2 separate regions of the Sminthopsis crassicaudata genome follow, and region 1 is linked to region 2. The links are chromatin contacts, called in public Hi-C maps. All regions are on one chromosome and are shown on one strand. Each heading gives the region's core, a stretch centred on a gene start, on an enhancer-like site or on the middle of the called end of the contact. The rest is flanking DNA. Distances are from core to core; before and after follow the strand shown.

What was found. A called contact is a pair of places that touch in the nucleus more often than the background predicts.
Region 1: a contact with region 2 is called in a Hi-C map of hippocampus, with 3 times the contacts expected there. The contact joins the promoter of RAB30 here to the promoter of DDIAS in region 2. A contact is called at or near these places in 2 of 2 Hi-C or Micro-C datasets (fibroblasts and hippocampus).

Annotation. Positions count from the first base shown.
Region 1 is chr3:552,968,513-552,971,713 of ASM4859323v1, reverse strand. RAB30 (RAB30, member RAS oncogene family) reads left to right here and starts at 1,544. Exons shown (of 5, transcript XM_074304570.1): 1 at 1,544-1,744.
Region 2 is chr3:552,808,649-552,812,172 of ASM4859323v1, reverse strand. It overlaps DDIAS (DNA damage induced apoptosis suppressor), which reads right to left and starts at 2,164. Exons shown (of 6, transcript XM_074304566.1): 1 at 1,693-2,164; 2 at 832-988.

The DNA.
Region 1 (3,201 bases), core at 295-2,794, 160 kb before region 2:
GAAAGAAAGAGCTTTTAGTTAGTTTCCAAATGTTTTCTTCTAGCTTTTCACTTTTAATCTCACTTTATCTCATTTCCCAAAAATAACCTCAATTATACGTTTTATTTATTCAGCTATTCCCAAGATCTAAAGTATGCCCTTTTATTGATTCAAAAATGCTTTTGTCTTTTTAGAATAGGAGTATAAAGGAGAGAAAGATTAGATGGGTCTTCGTTCAGAAACCCTTAAGATGAAAAGAAATTTCATTCCATTTCCATTGTGCTGACAAACTCTGAAAAAGAACAAAAACAGTGATTTTAATAATGTAACTGAAAAAGATAATTCAGCATAGTTCACTTTAGTTTCTACTATTATCTTTTAGCAAAATCGGCCCTCCAACAGTCACCAGAATTTGGGAGTCCTAAATTTAACCTGGAACAGTTTTCAAAGGTGGAGAATTAAATATTACATCACTAGTCTGCCTACGCCCTCCCTCCCTCTCAGATTTACTTTCCCGTTGTAATAACAGGTATTATGGATGAAAAATCTCCACCGAATCAGCTACCCTCCTACGTCATTACTAAAGGAATAAATCAAATCAGCCTCCATTTGCTGATAGGCAAGAGCCCGAGGGTATCTCAATTACACACCTCAATCTTCCCCTCCCCCACCCCACCCGAATGCAGGGCTTTCGCTATCTAGCTGGCCGCCGATCAAACCTGATCCCGTGGTACAAAGGCTATCGTAGTCTCTTAGTCTTCTTTGTTTTCTTTTCTCTCCTTTGAAGGAGGGGAGAAATGGAGGAATCCCAGATAAGATTAAAAAATTCGTGGAAAGGCCCAGAAACCTCCCAAGGGGGAGGGAGGAGCAGGAGCCGGGGAGATAAACATCTCACTAAGAACCTGGGCAGAGCGGAGGCCGCAAGCGCGGCATGCCAGGGCGGAGGCGGCCTCGAGACGGAAAGGGGACGGAGTCGCCCCCGCTTCTCCCTGGCTGACGGAGGGGGCCTCCGGATCCATCCCCGTCCCGAACCCGGGAATCAACAAGGCCTGGAATCAGGCCGCTCCAGCCTCTCGTAGGGAAACGAGGCCTACCCTAATCCTTGGATCCCCGGGCCCAAGTGAGAAGATCATCCCGCCGAGTTCCGGACCGGGCCCGATCACTATCCGCCCCAAGTTTGGGGCCTGAGGAACTTGGCCTCAGTGGCGGGAAGCCCTAGGCAAGCCGCCCAGTTCTCCCCTTAAGCCCACGGTCTCTTCCCCCGACCCACGGCGTACCCTCGCTCGCTCACTGGGCCCCGTCATCCTCCCGGCTCCGCAGCTGCCTCCGTGTGTGTGCGGATCTAACATGGCCGCCAAGGCCACCCGCTCCCTCAGTCAGCCCAGGGTGCGCCCGGCTGCTATGCATGCCGGATATGGTAGTTCCAGCAGCTGACCCAGCGCTCTCTTGAGCTAGGACTGTGGAACTACTTTTCCCACAATGCCTTGGTCTGGAGCATGGCTATTGGGGCCTTTTGGCCAGAGGGATGATGTCATTGAAAAAAACCCCACTGCATTCATTGTGCTAAGGTCTATCCCCCTTCTGCTTGCTGCTCCTCCTGCTATTGCTGCTTGCTCTTGCTGAGCTTAGAGCCCTGGCGGGGACTGACTCCAACTCTAGGACATAGGAGCTGGGGCATCGCAGCACCATCCCATGTGTGGGTGATTGCTTCACTCACACATTGTTTCTGTTTATGCCTGGGGTGGGGGGACAAATCCCAAACCAGGTGAGTTGCAATGATTTATTGAAATGGTTCCTACCAACTTGTGCCTTCTTCTGATCTCTTTCTTTGGGGAGAGGTGGAGTGACGGGGTTGGGGAGTCACTGATGAGAAACATAAAAATGCACTAGCGATGTGGCCATTGCGAAGAGCAACTCCAGTAACCTTCCTGGAGAAGACGGGTGCTGCGCACTCCCAAGGGGACCCCACTTCTCATCCCTCTTTGGGCATGGGGGAGGGGCGTTGGGGAGGATGGAGAGAACTGCTTTTGGGAAATGAGACTGAGCCAGAGTTAGCTGCGTCTGCACCGTCCTCCTCAGGCAACCCTGGCCCCTGCATGCACAGTTCTCTGAGTGGGAAGGATGCGCGGCGAGAAATGAAGAGGATGCATTTCTGTGACTGCGACTTTAGCACGCTTTGATGTCGAGGTTGGAAGCGGCCAACTCATTGTCGGAGATGAGATTGTCTCTGGGTGGGTGAAGTTTTGTGCGGCTTCTAGGGCTGCGTGCGGAGCCGCTCTGCTCCCCTCTGCTCCCTGGAGGTGACAGTGTCCTTAGAGGCGAGCGCTGTGCCAGGCAGAAGTAGTTCACGTGTCGGTGGCACTGGCCCTTCCGAAGGGAGAAGCAGCATTTTTGTTCAGGATGTTCCGTTCTCCCTGACTGAGATGTGGTGCGCCTGTGTGTGTGTGTGTGTGTGTGTGTGTGTCTGTGTGTGAGAATCTACGTTGGAACAGTTTCACGCCGCTGCCAGGTGAGAACCAGCAGTTCCCGGTCGCAGTGACCAGTAGGCACAAGTAACGGATCTGGCGTGCAGATGGATGAGGGAAGCCCTGGCTGCGCTTTGCATGGTGGGGATCGGAATAGCTGCAAATGCTATTAACCTTAATTTGCCGTTACTTACTGGTGTGGAGGGACAGGGATGAGGCAGCGAGCGCAGTTTTAGGTAAACGGACGAATAAGCCGGGTTTCACTCCCCCCTCCCCCCCTGACCCATTTAACCCGGCAAAAGATCATTTAAGTTTTGTGATACTGGCTCTTGTAGGAATCATTATGGGTACTAGCCTAATAAATATATTTCTTTAAATAAACAACTGGCTTGTTCCAGAGCAGAAGTGGACGATTTTTCGTAAGTCGTAAACCCTAGGGATGACTTGAGTTGGCCACCACACCCCTTTTTGGAATGTCAAGAGGACAAGACATTTCTACATTTTAGACTAGCATTAACTCTTAAAAATTCCCCGAAATTTCACAGTGGGATCGATGGGGGGGGGGGGGGGGAGAGTTGGTTTTCATTTTCTCAAAACCACATTGGATTCATTTCACAAAATACCTTCAGGGCTGAAAGGGTTTGTTATATAATATTTATGACTGATGCAACAAATGGAAAATCTATTCAGATTTATAAAGACGGGGTGTGTGTGTGTGTGTGTGTGTGTGTGTGTGTGTGTGTGTAGGGGTTGTGGG
Region 2 (3,524 bases), core at 915-3,414:
CACTAATGGATTTGAAGCCTATCACTTACCCTTAACCTGGTTTAATCATCTGCTGTTTTTAGAGTGTGGCTGCTGTACATGTTACCATTTCTTGGAGTCATAGGTGAGATCTGGATGAATTAGGTGTAACCAAAAGTGGATTAGCAGTGCTGAAAAGAGCTTAATAAACCCTTTTACCTGAGATGCTAGTCCTTTTGAACACCCCATATACCTAGAAGCTATATCTCAGATAATCAAATCTTAGATTAAGGATTAAAAAGGGTATGTAGATAGATTTCAGGAAGTCCATGAATTTTAATGGAGGAAAAAAAAAGTCACATTATTATTTCAATATTTTTTATACATATTTTTATGTATCTATGAATTTAAAAATTCTATGAACAAGTCTATAGGTTTCAACAGACTCCTAAAGGCATCCATGAAACAAAAATGGTTAAGAATCTTAGCTATAGTGCATTCTAATTTTACAGATGAGAGGACTCAAGCCAAGAGAGTTTTTCAATGCCTTTTCTAAAGTCACACAGGTGGTTAGTATTAGAGGTGGATTTGAATTTTCAACCAATTAGTATAAAAGTGAGCTATATCCAATCAGTTCCCAGGTAATGTCATTGCTGACATTATCTCTCCTGTTCATGCCATTCTTTTTGCTTCCATTGCAACCATCTGAGGTCATATTTTCTTGCCCAGATCATCAAAAAGTCTCTTAATTAGCACAACTGCCTGCAATGTATTCCGATTTCTAACCTATCCTTTATATGGAATACTTTTCCCAAGAGAAGGCAGCCTCAGTGTCAGGAAGAGCTGGGTTCAAGTCTCACTTCCGTCACATACCTTTTGATGGTTCTTGCAAGACTCTTTACATTGGACTGCAAATTCTTATCATGGGTTCTCTAACCCAGAAAATTCCAAGCCTGGACAAAAAATATTTCCAAAGTGCCTTCATCAAGTCACTCCTTTATTTCACAAATTTTTGGTGACTCTATGTTTCCTACAAAATAAATAATAAACTTATTCAAGATTAACAACAAAGGTACATCCTATCTCTTCAGCTTTGTAATTCCATACTCACATATTTATAGCTCCAGTCACACTAAACTTCTTTCTATTCTAATTATCATTCCACAACCATCTCCTATTGAAGTCCCTACTTTTTTCCAAAGCCCAATTTTGAGTTTCTCTTTCATGCAACTTTTCCTCATAATTCTTTAAAAATAATTTTTGATGGCTTTTATCATCACCACATTTCACCAGCATCTCTCCTCCCCTTCCCTCCCAGAAAGCCACTTTATGTAACAGTTTATTTTTAAAGACAAAAAGAGGAGAAAATCAGGATACACAGAAAAATACTGAAAATATGTGTAATATCTACTTGTGGATCTCTCAGCTCTGCAAGAGGATGGCTTGGGAGCCTTAAATCTCCTGAGACAGAAGGCACGCTTCCTTAACTTAGGGTGTGTGAATTTTTTTTTCTTGCTTTAAAACTCTGATAACTAATTCAACATGACTGATTTCCTCTGCGATGCTGCGGGTTTCATTTGACGCATTTAAAAAACATCCTTCTGAGAAAAGGCCCATCGGTATTATCTGACTATCCCAGAGGTCCATGGCATAAAAGGCTCTCAAACAGCGAAGTGAGGGGGTGGTTAATGCAAATATCTCCTCCCTCCCCCTCTACCAGAGAGAATAACTCACCTAGGGCCTACGGCTCGCTCAGCAAACGGGCGTTTTGTAATTTTCCTTTACGGTGGAAGCAGGTTTCCCGGAGACGTACGGTAGAGTGCAAACTGTGCTGTCTAAGGAAGTCAAATCCTAGCGCTTAGAAGGGCGACCTTGGGCAACCCGTCTCTCTCGGGTCTCACGTTTCCCAGGTGTAAAATAAGGAGCCGGAGCTAGACCGCCCCTGCGGTTCCCTCCAGCGTCTCGTCTTATCCGGGGAAACTGAGAGACGAACGCCCACAAGGCCTCCCCTTCCTAAGACTGAGGGGAACAAGCTGCCCGGGGGACCTCTGCTATCCGGTCCTTCCAGTCCAGACCGTCAAGTGCGACAGGCCTGGGAGCCCCAGGGCGAAAGCCAACCGCGTCCCCCTCCGAACCCAAACAAATTCGCTCACTTCGAAATCCGTTGCTTTACTTCCTCGGTTTCTACCAATAGAATCTCCCGCCAGTCGTTTCTCGGAAGTGACGGAAAATGCTTTGGTCCCCACGGAACCAATCACAGCTAAGAGCAGCAAAAAAGATGAGGACTGTTTTGGAGAATGAACCATTTCTTCGAGGGGTGAGAGAATTTCCGCTCCACTCCCCCCGGGGGAGCAGTGGTAGAATCCGGCTCAGTTTTGGCGATGCCGGGCTCTGAATCAGTGCAAGTTTGGGGGACTTTTTGGGTAGTGGGTATTGCAGAGGGAGAGCGTAGAAGGGAAGGCTTAGGGGAAAGGGAAAGGAAAAGAGGGATAAAGTGAGGTACGAGGTGGAAGAGGCTGCCTGGAGAGAAATGGGAGAAGGGAAAGAAAGAGTGGAGACTATGGGATAGAGAGAAGAATGTTTTATGAATGAATGAATGAACATTTATTAAGCGCTTATTGTTTTTTAGGAGACTATGGGATAGAGAGAAGAATGTTATATGAATGAAAATTTATTAAACTCTTATTGTTTTTTAGGAGACTAAGATAGAGAGAAGAATGTTTTATGAATGAATGAATGAACATTTATTAATCTCTTATTGTTTTCTAAGGGCTCAGGGAAATACAAAAACTGACTGCTCTTGCAGCCCTCATATTCTGATGGGGAAGACAACATACAAGTATATTTCAGCTCTAAGTGAGACAGAAAATTGCAGCAACAAAGCAGACACCTTTTTAAAAATTTCATTATGACTGATGATAGCATTTATATGCTGTATCATTTGATTTTATATATCCTAACAGCTGGTTTATAAAGTGTTTTACATGTTATATCATCTGATCTTTGACAATCTTATGAGGTGGATGCTAGGATCCCAATTTTACAAATGAGGAAAAGGAGTGAATGACTTGTACAGGATCACACAGCTAATGTGTGTCTGATGTAACATTGAGCTCAAAGAATGATTCCTAGACTGTGAACTTTGGGAACTTGATGGTGCCCCTGAGAGAAATAAGGAACTTAAGAGCAGGAAATGTACGGGTTATGTGTCTTTTTGGGAAAAGTTCCAAATTGCTTTCTAAATTAGCGACTGTGCATTTATGTGGTTATTTCCCCACAGCTATCCATCACTTATCTTTTTCCTGTTTTGTCATCTTTTAAAAAATTATGGGTATGAGAGTGAGTTTCAGCGTTGCTTTACAATATTTCTGTTATTACTGTAATTTGAACTTTTTTTTTTTTTTGGTATGGCTGTTGATAACTTAAGATTTTTTTTCTTTTAGAACTGTCCATATCCTTCTACCATTTTTTCTATTAATTCTTATACATATAAATCTTTCTATTATTCTTATACATATGAACCAGTTCTTTATAGATCTTGGAAATCTTGGAAATAAGTGTCTCAA